3 separate regions of the Hordeum vulgare genome follow, and regions 2 and 3 are each linked to region 1. Evidence: chromatin contacts called from public Hi-C and HiChIP or PLAC-seq data. All regions are on one chromosome and are shown on one strand. The core of a region is the stretch at or near the end of the contact, and the rest is flanking DNA. Distances in the headings are between cores, read along the strand shown.

Region 1 (4,165 bases), core at 706-3,205:
AAGGTAAGAAACAATCTCGTTTTCATAGTGCTCAAGCAGCCGCTAGAAAGGATGTGGAGAGGGCATTTGGGATTTTGCAAGCCCAATTTGCTATTGTTCGTGGACCGGCTAGGTTTTGGGACCAAAAAACCCTAGGGAGGATCATGACGGCTTGTGTGATATTGCACAATATGATCATCGAGAACGAGCGTGGTCAAGATTTTGATCACCACTACGACTTTATGGGGCGGGTGGTGAATCCTCGTAGACGTGCTGACCGCGTGAGTCACTTCCTTCAAGTTCATCATGAAATTAGAGATGCAGATACTCATCGACAACTAAAAGAAGATCTTATCGAGGAGTGGTGGAAGTAGAATGGAGAACAAGATACTTGAGTTCGTATTTCAATTGCTAATTCGGTTTCGTTTAACATTTGTGTTTGATTTGATGAACATTGTGTTGTAATATGCACTATTTGTTTGACAATTTGGGAATTTTAATTTAGCACGTTTGAATTGATTGTATTTGTGATTCGGTTGCATTTGCACAAATAGAACTAGAAGCACAAAGAATGGGCTATCAAGTTTTTGGGTATCCAAATATGGGTAAGCTTGAAAAGCAGAATTTTTTTTGGATACCCAAACCTTCTCTTCTCTATCCATAATGGTTTTGACTACCCAAAATATGGGTATGCTCTTAGAGATGCTCTTAGGGCGTGTTTGGTTAAATGCATAGCCTCACGCTGCATCGTATCCACCATCCCGACTGAGTCTAGCCAGGTTAACCTGATGCAAAAACGGGTAGAGATGTATGTTTGGTTGTTTGCATGATGTTGGACAGGACAATGTGAGATGGTGTTTGGAAGTCTGTATGAGAAATCGATGAACTCCTGCACCACTAGCGTCCCATGGCGCCGCCGCGACCACGGGTGGTCGGGCCGATCCAGCACAGGTGCGTCTTCCTCTCCGACGCAGCGCCTGCAAGCACACACATCCAGGCGCTGGCGAGCGCATGAGCATGGACGTCCAGCGGCACGGTCGCATCGATCCGGGGGGGTGACCCACTTGAAGAGGGCGCACTTGGAGCCGGGGGAGGCGAGATCTTGCAACACAACGACAGTCAGTCGGTCGGTCGTTCCGGCGCGGCGGCGATCTGAGAGACGGACATTAGAGGGGCGGGGCGGGGAGGGGGCGGGGGCGTACTAGTGCTTGACCCAGCGGGCGGTCGGGCGCGGGCAGCGGCGGAGCGTCTGCGGCTGCGGCTGCGCGGGCGGGTAATAGTAGTAGCCCCCGGCCCCCGCCCCCACCACCGCGTACTCCATGCCTCCTTCCTTCCCTCCGCGCTGCGCGATGCGGCCGCCGGTGCCGTCTCTCTCTGTGTACCGTTTCGCGTTAAGTGGAAGCGCAGGTGCAAGAGCGAGGCTGCATCGCAGGAACGCTCGATTCCTGCGTTCCTCTCAGCCTGGCTGAGGGGCTTGCTTTTGCATCAGCTGGGCCAGGCTGGGGACGCCCACAGGACACCAAACAGGTTAGATTTTGCATGCCCAGTGCGATGCAGATGCGAGCAGAGAAACCAAACACGCACTTAGTGAACCATAGTCTGGTTGGGCGGGGCCCTCCAGAAGTCATTGATCTTACAAGGAGGACTTTAAGAAGAACCATGAGTAATACTACAATACAAGTTTTTAACCGTAAAATAGAAAAATAAAAATACAGAAACCTGCCCCTCCCCTCTCGAGTTTTTTTTCTCTTAACTATCGGCTATGCTGACCGCGGCCTGGTCTCTCGGGTGACTCCCTGTGGCTATCTGTTTTGTGTCCTACCGAAACGTCATACAGTGGTCAACGAGTGTTCACGAATCAACAAAGTGCCCCAACGTCGCACGGAAGCCTTGACCGACAGGTGGGCCGTCGTGGTCCTACCTACTCCAAGAGGCACCGGATGTGACAAATCACCGCCCTACTCGCACTGCCACGTGAACCCCACTTGTCAGCTCGGGGCCTTCCGCAACCTTCGCAGCTCTGCTCCGCGCACCCCCCGATCGGGCCCACGCGCCATCGTCTCCCCCAATTCCTTCTCCCTCCTCCTCGGCGATGGTTTGATCGGATCCACCAGCCCGATCCGGCCCAGATCTGGTGCCGCCATGGCCGACCACTCCGACTCCGATTCCTCCCCCAAGTCCTCTTCCTCCTCGTCCTCCGCCCGCCGACGCTCCCCGCCGCGCGTCCGGGCACACTCCGACGAGGGCGGCAGCAGCGACGGCGTCCTCGTCGAGCTCCCCTCGCAGGTATCATCACCACCGCAGCCAGTTCCAACCGCTCTGCCACCTCCATTTTGACACCCGGGTCCACACGAACAAACGGAACGGCTTACGGAACCTCCTGCCTCTGCACCGTGTAGGATGCGCGGAGCCCCGGGGCAGACCCAGACGCCGGTATCTTCGTCAGCATGCCCGCCGACGATGCCACCAGCGGCGAGACCTTCGAGGATGCCCCTGACGACCTCGCAACCGCTCGCTCGCTCGATGAATCCATCGCAGTCATCGACTTCCCGGACGAGTCTAGCGCCGCTGCCGAGTGCCGCAAGTACAAGGTATTGCTTCCTTTTGCTTTTCACACTAGTTCAGTTCGTGTTATTTTGCACGTGAATTGCGACCTGCCAGCTCCATTCTCTGCCTATAAGATGACGCGAACTGGGCTTGGTTCAGGAAGAGAGAGATGTGTGTGCACGGGAGGCAGCGACGCTACGGAGAATGCTACAGGAGCTGGTGGGGCGGGAAGTGTCAAGTTCGTTGCATGCAGATGATCCTGATGAGAGGGCACCACTGCACTTGATGCTGGATGATTGCTCCAGACTTGTGCTTGAACTGAATTCAATGGTGCGTTCCAGGGAGGAGGAGGTTGACAGCTTACGTGCCAGGGCTGCTGAGGTTCAAGTGTCAAAAGAGGTTGTGGATGCATACCTTGGTTCGTGGAGGCAAGTTTCAGAACTAACAATTGGGCGAATGGTTGCATCGCTCGATGCCGTGGTTGGGAAAGATGCCCTCAGTTTTGAGGGTGCTGATCAAGACGGGATATCTGCTGTTGAAAGGAAGACTTCGTTGCTAACAGAGCGGTACAGGCAAGCTTTATTGGGCATTGAACAACTCGAGCAAGTGTTGGCAGAGGTTAAGCCTGGTTTTGTGGCCACGGGTCAATGCGATCACGCCACTCTTTTCGGTAATGTTTCAGAGGAATTGGTCAGTAGCAAGAGAAACGAAGCAAATTTCATACAAAAGTTGAAAACTTCCATGGAAGAAAACAAAATCCTTACCGAAGAGCTTGAGAAAACGAAAGCTGCTCGAGAGGTAGCAATTGCTGAAGCAGGCAAAACAAAGGCAGAAATTGAGCAGATGGAGCATAAATTATCAGCTACTAAAGAGAAGCTCACCATGGCTGTCACAAAGGGCAAGTCGTTGGTGCAGCATCGTGATTCCTTAAAGCAGACACTGGCTGAAAAAACAGGTGAGCTGGAGAGGTGCATGGTGGAATTGCAACAGAGGTCTGATTCCTTGCAAGAATCTGAGGGCAGGATTGAGGAGCTTAAGATGTTGCTAGATGAAAAGTCAGTGGAACATGAGAAATGTTTGGACGAGCTTAGAGAAACATACAACGCATGGGAAGCTGCTAAGGCAAGCATTGAGCAATTAAATGACGCAAACACCGCACTTACAATAAGTGATGGGGTTCTTCAACGCATCGGAGAGGTTATGTCAGAGGCAACATTTCCAGAGGATCTGCTTTCCTTGGAGATGATTGACAGATTGGAATGGTTGGTTGAACAAAAGAAAATTGCTGACATGGTCTTCTTGGAGCACAGGAAAGTTAAAGATATTCTAGGCTCGGTTGACTTTCCACACTCAGTCTTAACTGGTGAACTTGATTCACAAATCACTTGGCTAGTCAACTCACTGGGCCAGGCCAAAGATGATGCGGTGCGGATGCGGAATGAGTCTTCTGAAGCTCTTCATAGGCTGTCTGCACATGAATCAAAACTGGTCTCAATGCATGAGGAAATTGACCGTTTAACCATAGTTCTATTGGAAGAGAAGCAGGAAAAGGACATACTTGCAAATGAACAATCTGAATTAATGTCCCTATACAATGCTGCTGTTGATAAATTATCTGTTATCTCATCGCAGAATACTG
Region 2 (4,165 bases), core at 813-3,312, 420 kb after region 1:
CAATGTTCCATGGTCGGGTTGTCTCCTCCTCCGAAGTTGGCTTGTCTGGACGAAGGTCTACCAGATAATATGAGCCATTGTGAAGACTTTTGCTGATGATGAACGGACCTTCCCATGGTGGTCACAACTTATGCATGACTGTATGATCCTGAATTAGTCGCTAAGTCGCCCTCCTGAAAGACCCGAGTTTCAACCCTACGGTTGTGATTGCGACGCAGGTCTTGTTGATATATAGTCGATCGCGCTGTTGCCAAATCACGCTCTTCCTCTAAAGCGCCCAAGGAGTCCTGACATGCCTAATCGTTGTCTGCTTCAACATAAGCGGAGACTCGAGGTGAATCATGTCGTATACCACTTGGTAAAACTGCCTCAGCTCCATAAATGAGGAAAAAGGGTGTGTAACCAGTGGATGTGTTTGTTGTCGTCCTGATGCTCCAAAGTACTGCAGGGAGCTCCTCAACCTAGCAACCGAGAGTATGCTGTAAGGGAACCATGAGCCGGGGCTTGATCCCGCGCAAAATCTCCTGATTAGCTCGCTCGGCCTGTCCATTGGACTGTGGATGCGCTACTGCGGACACATCAAGTCGGATATGCTCCTGCTAGAAGAACTGCTTCATGGCGCCTTGTGATAAATTTGTGCCATTATCAGTGATGATACTGTGGGGAACGGATCAACTGACTGATTTCCCGAAGAAATCAGTCGGGTCCTGGGCCATCACATCCGGCGCTTATCACTCGTTAGATGCGGTCAACGTAATCTCGCGGGGTCGTCCCCTCCTCCGCAGCACTCCGTCGGTGCAGCCTCTCACCACAACACACCTATGCTCCACCGTCGATGACTCTTCACTGCAGCATCCACACCGACGTGGTCGGCACTGCATCCCAACGCTCGACGCCGTAGGAGATGCTTCACAACAACACCGTCGTCGGCGTGGCCGCGCTCCATCGCTGCTCCATCGCAACAACCGAAGACCGCCAGCGATGTTTCACTGCAGCGCGCAGCAGGCACGGCGAGTTCCATCGCAGCAGACAACGACCGCCGGCGTTTTTTGAGTGCAGTACGCAACCGGCATGGCGAGTTCCATCGCAGTAGCCGACACCCGTCGGAGATGTTTCACTACAGCATGCAGTCGGCGCGACGAGTTCCATCACATCACCCCGATAGCCTCCAATGAAGTTTCACTGCAGCGCTACCGTCGCGCGGCGGTGCTCCGTCGCTGCACTAACCACCTCGTTGAAGCTCCATCGCAGCACTCGGGCCAATGGCGAAGCTTCCCTGCAGCGGGAGAGGATGCAATCGGCGGTGATCTAAGGAAGACGAATGGGACGAGAGGATAAGGTAGGTGCCATGGTGGGGATAAGAATGAGGGAAGGGGTGTACGCGCAGGCACTCGGTACACGTGTCGCACATTCGATGCGGTTTATGACGGAGACAATTTAGTTGGTTGATTTTAAACAATTTTCAGAAAGTAAACTGAACTGAATTTCAAAAAAAAAATCAAGAGTACACTGAAATCGGGCTTTTTTTGTTGAAACCGAAATGGGACTTGTTAGAACTGGGTCTGAGTCCAACTAAAGAAGAAGAAGAAGAAGAAGAACTGGGTCCGATCCTAGTGACACGAGGTTTTTTTCACTGTTCTGACCCATGAGACAAAAGTAATGCACAAAATAAACTCGATCTGAAACTATTTCACGATCTGACCCTTTTAGAAACACCAGAACCCGTGGCGTTGCTGATGTACATAGAAACGCCAGTCTAGTTCGCGTTACAGATCACGTAGAAACGTCAGTCTAGTTCGCGTTACAGATCTCGTAGAAACGCCACCCTCACTGGCGTTTCTTACCCATTTTGTGCATTACTTTTGTCTCATGGGTTAGAACAGTAAAAATCAAGAGTACACTGAAATCGGACTTTTTTTTTGTTGAAACCGAAATGGGACTTGTTAGAACTGGGTCTGAGTCCAACTAAAGAAGAAGAAGAAGAACTGGGTCCGATCCTAGTGACACGACGGGCAACTGTCCTTTTTATGGCCGAGACTGGTGCACCGGCTCCACCAACCCCATCAAAGATCCAGCCGCCCCGCCCCGCCCCGCTACGCTATAACTCGCCGCTCCCTACCGCGGATCGAGCCAACTCACCCCCAAACCCAGCAAGCACGATGGCCGGCACGTGCGCCCACGTCGAGTTCCTCCGCGCGCAGCCGGCGTGGGCGCTGGCCCTCGCGGCCGTCGGCCTCCTCGTCGCCGCCCGCGCCGCCCTTCGCCTCGCCCTCTGGGTCTACGCCGCCTTCCTCCGCCCCGGCAAGCACCTGCGCCGCCGCTACGGGCCCTGGGCCGTCGTCACCGGCGCCACCGACGGCATCGGCCGCGCCATCGCCTTCCGCCTCGCCGCCTCCGGCCTCGGCCTCGTGCTCGTCGGCCGCAACCCGGACAAGCTCGCCGCCGTCTCCCAGGAGATCAGGGCCAAGTACCCCAAGACCGAGGTCCGCACCTTCGTGCTCGACTTCGCCTCCGAGGGGCTCGCCGCCGGGGTGGAGGCGCTCAAGGACTCCATCCGGGGCCTCGACGTCGGCGTGCTCGTCAACAACGCCGGGGTCTCGTACCCGTACGCCCGCTACTTCCACGAGGTGGACGAGGAGCTCATGCGGAGCCTCATCCGGGTCAACGTCGAGGGCGTAACGCGGGTCACCCACGCCGTGCTCCCGGGCATGGTCGACAGGAAGCGTGGCGCAATCGTCAACATCGGCTCCGGTGCTGCCTCTGTCGTGCCGTCCGATCCACTCTACTCCGTCTACGCCGCCACCAAAGCGTGAGTACTACTAACCTTCTTCTTCTTCTTCTTCTTCTCGATTGAAATTACTACAGTACTTAATTTGCTCTGCGCGTACTGCATACTATGCCATGCCAATTGTTAAATGTTCGTGCTCGTTAGCGGAAGCAACCCTGCGAACAGAGGGCACTACTTTCTTGCCTACCTCTACTTGATTTAGCAATTTTAGATGTTTGTTAGGATCCGGAAGGAGCTTTCTAGGAAATCGAACAAGCACTTTCGGTGTGACTTGTTAGCTCCCGTGTCATACTCATGCCAGATTCTGGTGCCAGTCTTGGGAGTTAGATGTGTAACAAACTGTTAGGATAATTTGCTTGATGTATGTCTTCAGACCATGTCCAGATCGGTTACGAAAATGTTTTAATGAACCACCATTCACAACTTATGACTAGATTGACAGCAGAGACGATGCTAATTTGTATTTTTTTTTCAGGTACGTTGACCAGTTCTCAAGATGCCTCTATGTTGAGTACAAGGGTAAGGGCATCGATGTACAATGCCAGGTAACAACTAGTCTCTCGTTCTCTTTATCTTTCTGTTATCTGCTTTCTTTAACTCAGTTACTGGTCTTTCGTGGTTCGATCAAATGAATAATAGTTTGTATAAAACGAAAGTAGCTGGGTTATCTAATTTAGCTAATTTGCTTCTCTTGTCTTTCACATAGTTGTATGTCTGGACAACTGTAATTTCACTTGAAACAACAAAACACATCACCTAATATGTAATCAATCAAATGCAATAAAATCAGGTTCTGAATTTGTTCGGATGGGGATATGCTATGTGTTACAATAGATCGGACTAGATAACAGACAAGGCTTTGCCAAAAAAAATCACCATGTCCCATCTTCAACTGAACTAATGAAGCATGTATTTCTATCTTATATCATGCTATACCTTACCTTTTGCCGCTGCTTGTTGATCATTTGAGAATTCAGTCCCTAAGTGTTCCGTCCTTGCTCAAAGAGATGTGTTGATAGATTGTGCATGCAATGAGAAATGAGTTAAATATCAGTATCATGATGATGTTAGCATGTAATTCAGATTTGTAGTTCCTTGGAGGATCCTTGAAAGTCTACCGAAAACTAGTCATTTGAACAGTTTTGCCCTGTCTACTGTTTTCAGGATATTGTTCTCATTTTTTTTATACAAATTGCTGACCTCTTAACTTAACTCCTGTGATATATTCAGGTGCCCTTGTACGTGGCAACAAAGATGGCATCAATCAGGAGGTCTTCCTTCCTTGTGCCATCCGCGGACACCTATGCTCGTGCTGCTATTCGCCACATTGGCTATGAGCCGAGGTGCACACCGTACTGGCCACACTCTGTTCTGTGG
Region 3 (4,165 bases), core at 569-3,068, 260 kb after region 1:
AAAAAAAGGAAATCCCAAATTCTATACACGCGACCACGACGGTGGCGCCATCTTCTTCGATTCGTCCTTGGCCGACGTGGATCTAGACGAGGAGGACAGAAGGCCGGCGTCATTTCTCCCCCCTTCCTCCTTGCCGGTAGAGATGGCTGTATGCAACCACAGCAAGCCTGAGCTCTTTCATGTCACCAAAAATCATGCCAACTTTAAAAGCCGGTGCTTTCAGGTTAGTAGATGGATTGAATGTGCTAAATTTGTGCCTAAGCTTGTCTCCTTCTTCTTTCGACAGGTTCAAATGGTTGTCATCTAAGGCATCTTCAGGAAGTTCACCTTCAAAGTCCTGCACAATCTCCTTCTCTCTATGATCATCAACATCTTTGTCTACATTGTTATCAAACAAATCATCATCACCTTCTGCTACTTCATAATCACTCTCATAAAAGTCATCATCTGTTTCAACTTCTTCATTGGCATCATCTCCATGTTCTTCACTACTCTCATTTGCATCTTGAGCACCACTATCATCAGTGTCACAATTGCCATCTTCTTCCTCAAATTCCTGATTTGTAACATGTGAGCTAATGCCTTCACCAAATGACATAAATCTTTTTGCTTTCTTGTAGTTACATCTCATATGTCTTGGAATTTCTGGTTTGTCAAAGCTGGGTACATTTTCTTTACCCTTTGCCGACTTAACTGGAGTAATAACCCTTGGGAGCTCATGCATCCCCACTCCCAACACATCATCAGTGCTTACTGACTCTAGGGTGTCAGCATGATCTACCAGTAGGAGCAAGTTTTTGTGATCCATTGTTGCAGCAATCATAAGGACAATGTCTGCATCAGACACAATCAACTGTAGGCCATCACACATAGAATTCCTAGGTTTGCTCCAGTACACATCAATCTTGGAGATTGCTCTATTATATCCCAATTGGAGAAGGAAATCGTCAATCCACAGAATTGACCAACTATCAGTGTCACAACCATCAAACCAATCAATTTCATGATCCATGTAGGTCATGTTGCTATCACTTCCATAGAAAAACCCTTTGTGATGGATCTCAACTCAGAACATTCCATCAAATTGTACTGCACAAATAAGAGAACTATCACTGCCACATATCCAAGATCATCCCCTTTCAAATAAAAGGTCCCCTCCTTGATAACCCCCAAAAAAACCCTAGCCCTATTACGCCTGAAAAGGGAGGAACACCAGAGAAATGAAGGTACTAACAGTAGGAAGGAGGTCCCTCGCCTGGACGTCGACGACGCGGGCCATCCATCGCCGCGGCTGCCGCCGGTCGCCCTGTCGTGCCGCACCAGCTTCGCCGCCGCCTTGCAATGATCGGGAGAAGAGGAGAGGGCACGAAGCGGTGCGACTCAGATAGAAGAGACAGGGGATTAAGGAACCGTAAAAGAAAATCACCACGACGCGCCACCAGCCACTGACATGTGGGCCACGAAACTCTAACTTGCCACGTTTGCGCTACATACGACTTAATACGCGAGGATGCACTGTATTTGAACGGAGAGACAAGTTACGACACCGATTTTACGTATTTTACAACTTTAAAAACCAAGGTGACCGCATCGAATAAATTAAGGCACTCACAATATATTTATCTTAACTTTTTAGTTGGGACTAAAAGAAGTCGTGCGACTTCTTAATCAAACAGGCCTGAGCGGTCGGTGAGAACAGTCCCAAGAACCGTGAAACCTCAGGCGCGAAGACCAAGAGACCCTCCCCTCACTGGCAGGCGGGCCCGGCGTCCACCCACCGATAAAAACCCATCTCTCCTGTTGTGGGGGCTCTTCTATTTTGCGCTTCGGGGGAAACTGGTGGAGCAGCGGAGTCTGCAGCCGCAGCAGCGAATTCGAGGCGTCGAGCTCTTAATACCCAGCCAAAAAATAAAAGAAAAATCGAGCTCGTCACTTTTCCAGCGCGATCATCTGTGGCTCGCCAGACATGCGCATTTTACTGGCGAGGAGAGCGTGATACTTGCCTGATGCTTTCTTGATTTGGCCAAGGACTCAGGTGGCTCGGACGGAGGTGAGGGTTTTTGATTTGTTCGTTTGCGCATTTGTTCGCCGCTTCGGCATTTCATGGGGTAGGTCAATCTCCGGGGTTTCTTTGATCTTCGAGTTCCTGGAGCCAAAACAAGGAGTAGTACTACTTCTCCTGGAGAGATTTCTTGTGGATTTTCCTTCTAGTGTTGGGTTTTTAATTGGATGTGTTCAAGGAGCAGGCACCCTTACTTGTCGTCTGCTCCGTCTCTGTCTCGCACCAGGGGTGGCGCGGAGCTCCGTCCCGCAAATGCCCTACTTTTTGGCGTCGAGGGCGTGGGGTTCCCCGCCGGCAGAGAGACAGCGAACAGAGGGGAGACCTCGTTCTGCTCGGTGCATCCAATCGGATGAGGAGGGGCACACCGCTCATTTCAAATCTGTGTTTAGAGAAGGATTATAAGCTGTTTAAGTCAAATGTCAAACATTTTCAATCGGGCACAAGGGGCATTTGCAAAGTACTTTAGTCCTCTTTTTTTAGCAAAGCACCAGGAGATTTCTGTTAGTATCGTAATGTCTCCTTTTGTTGTTTCTTTGAGGTTCGAGATGTTTAAGGGGCTTTTTTGTGCTATGAATTGTTTGGGCAGGAGAAGGAGGAGGATGAGTCGTGATGCCCTGGCACGCCAGAACCGGCCGAGGAGCCGTGACGACGAGGAGGAGGGTGAGACGTGCAAAATGCAGAGCAAGGAGGAGGAGGAGGTTGAGACGTGCAAAATGCAGAGCAAGGAGGAGGAGGAGGAAGTTGAGGTGGAGATGTTTGACAAGAGGTTTCAGATCAGGAAGGCATCCACTGGAAGCCTGGGGAAGGGGAAGAGAATAGAAGAGCCCATCGAACTGAGCGACAGCGACGACCACGATGAGGATTACAAGATGGAGAAGGCGGCCAAGTACAAGGAGAAGAAGAGGATACACAATCACAGTGGTGACCATAAGAAGAAGAAGAAGAAACATGTGAGCAGTCATGGTCGTGAGAAGACGCGGAGTGGTGACAGTGACAAGGATAAGAGGAGGGACAAGCTGCTCTCGCTCAACAAGAACAAGGACCATCTCCCTTTAAAGGAGAAGAGCTGGGAAAGGCCGAGCAGCCAGGGCGGTGAGAAGAAGATGCATCGCTGTGATCACCACAATGATAACAGAAGCAGTAAGATGTGGAGGTCTGTTTATGACAAGTACAAGGGGATGCAAAAGAAGGAAATGAACAAAGATACGAAACTGCGCCCAGTGCATAACGGTGACAGCAGGGAGGAGAAGAAGAACACAACGCTCGTTATCTCCAAGGAGGCCAAAATGCCTATGCTGGACAACAGCAACTGGGGAAACAAGAGGAAGATGACGACCATGGTGCCCCATAAGGCGAAGAAGCTGCGGACCAGTGACAAGGATGAGAAGGCGGGTAGTTATGACAGGAAGAAGACAATTCGGGGCAACACTGGGCAGAGGGTGCAAAGTGGTCTCAAAGAGGATAAAAAAGTGAAATTTGCATTCTCCAAGGTTATTCAAAACAAACATTTCATGGAATTCCTGGTATGCATAATGTTATCAATTTTGCTCTTCATCTGTTTTCATTATGTTATCCTGAATTTGAGGTGCATTTGCTCTGTTTCATATTAGTATGATATTTTTTACCCTCTTTTATATTTCCTCACTTCTTTGCATGTACCATCATGTTCGTGCTTAATCGTTGTGTGCGCTGCTGTGCAGTTGATACCACCAGATGTGGCAGAGGCACCCAAAATGGTGGGCTTGACTAATCGTCATGTATGTCTTGAAGACTCGGAGGGGAAGTCTTCAATCGTCAGGTTATCAGAGGTAGATGGTTCCCTAGCTTTTTGCCAGGGGTGGGACAATTTTGTTTCAGACCATTCGATTAAGTGGGCTGAAATGCTCGTGTTTGAGTACACTGGCTGTTCAAAGTTTTCTGTGCGGGTCTTCGGTGTGAATTCTTGGGAAAGAGTATCTTTCAGTCTTGAAAGGCGAGGTGAAGAGAAGAAACAGAAAGAGAGTGATCATGCACCTAACGATTTGGTCCCATTCCATACGGTTGGGAGCTCTAGAGATATAGATGATCATCACTATAGTTCTGGTGAATATATTGGGAGCAAAA

The links. A called contact is a pair of places that touch in the nucleus more often than the background predicts. HiChIP or PLAC-seq counts read pairs in DNA pulled down with a chosen protein or histone mark.
Region 2: a contact with region 1 is called in a Hi-C map of seedling, with 3 times the contacts expected there. The contact joins the promoter of LOC123406287 here to the promoter of LOC123402361 in region 1. A contact is called at or near these places in 3 of 6 Hi-C or Micro-C datasets (leaf and seedling).
Region 3: a contact with region 1 is called in an H3K4me3 HiChIP or PLAC-seq map of embryo, with 8 times the contacts expected there. The contact joins the promoter of LOC123401882 here to the promoter of LOC123402361 in region 1. A contact is called at or near these places in 2 of 6 Hi-C or Micro-C datasets (leaf and seedling) and 1 of 1 datasets of contacts at active chromatin or transcription factors (embryo).

The regions. Positions count from the first base shown.
Region 1 is chr6H:335,045,546-335,049,710 of MorexV3_pseudomolecules_assembly, reverse strand. It overlaps LOC123402361 (restin homolog), which reads left to right and starts at 1,955. Exons shown (of 8, transcript XM_045096282.1): 1 at 1,955-2,265; 2 at 2,379-2,570; 3 at 2,686-4,165. The coding sequence starts at 2,122.
Region 2 is chr6H:334,629,303-334,633,467 of MorexV3_pseudomolecules_assembly, reverse strand. It overlaps LOC123406287 (very-long-chain 3-oxoacyl-CoA reductase 1), which reads left to right and starts at 2,062. Exons shown (of 3, transcript XM_045099777.1): 1 at 2,062-2,809; 2 at 3,264-3,333; 3 at 4,019-4,165. The coding sequence starts at 2,160.
Region 3 is chr6H:334,784,343-334,788,507 of MorexV3_pseudomolecules_assembly, reverse strand. It overlaps LOC123401882 (B3 domain-containing protein Os02g0598200-like), which reads left to right and starts at 1,818. Exons shown (of 7, transcript XM_045095740.1): 1 at 1,818-2,050; 2 at 2,649-3,585; 3 at 3,763-4,165. The coding sequence starts at 2,662.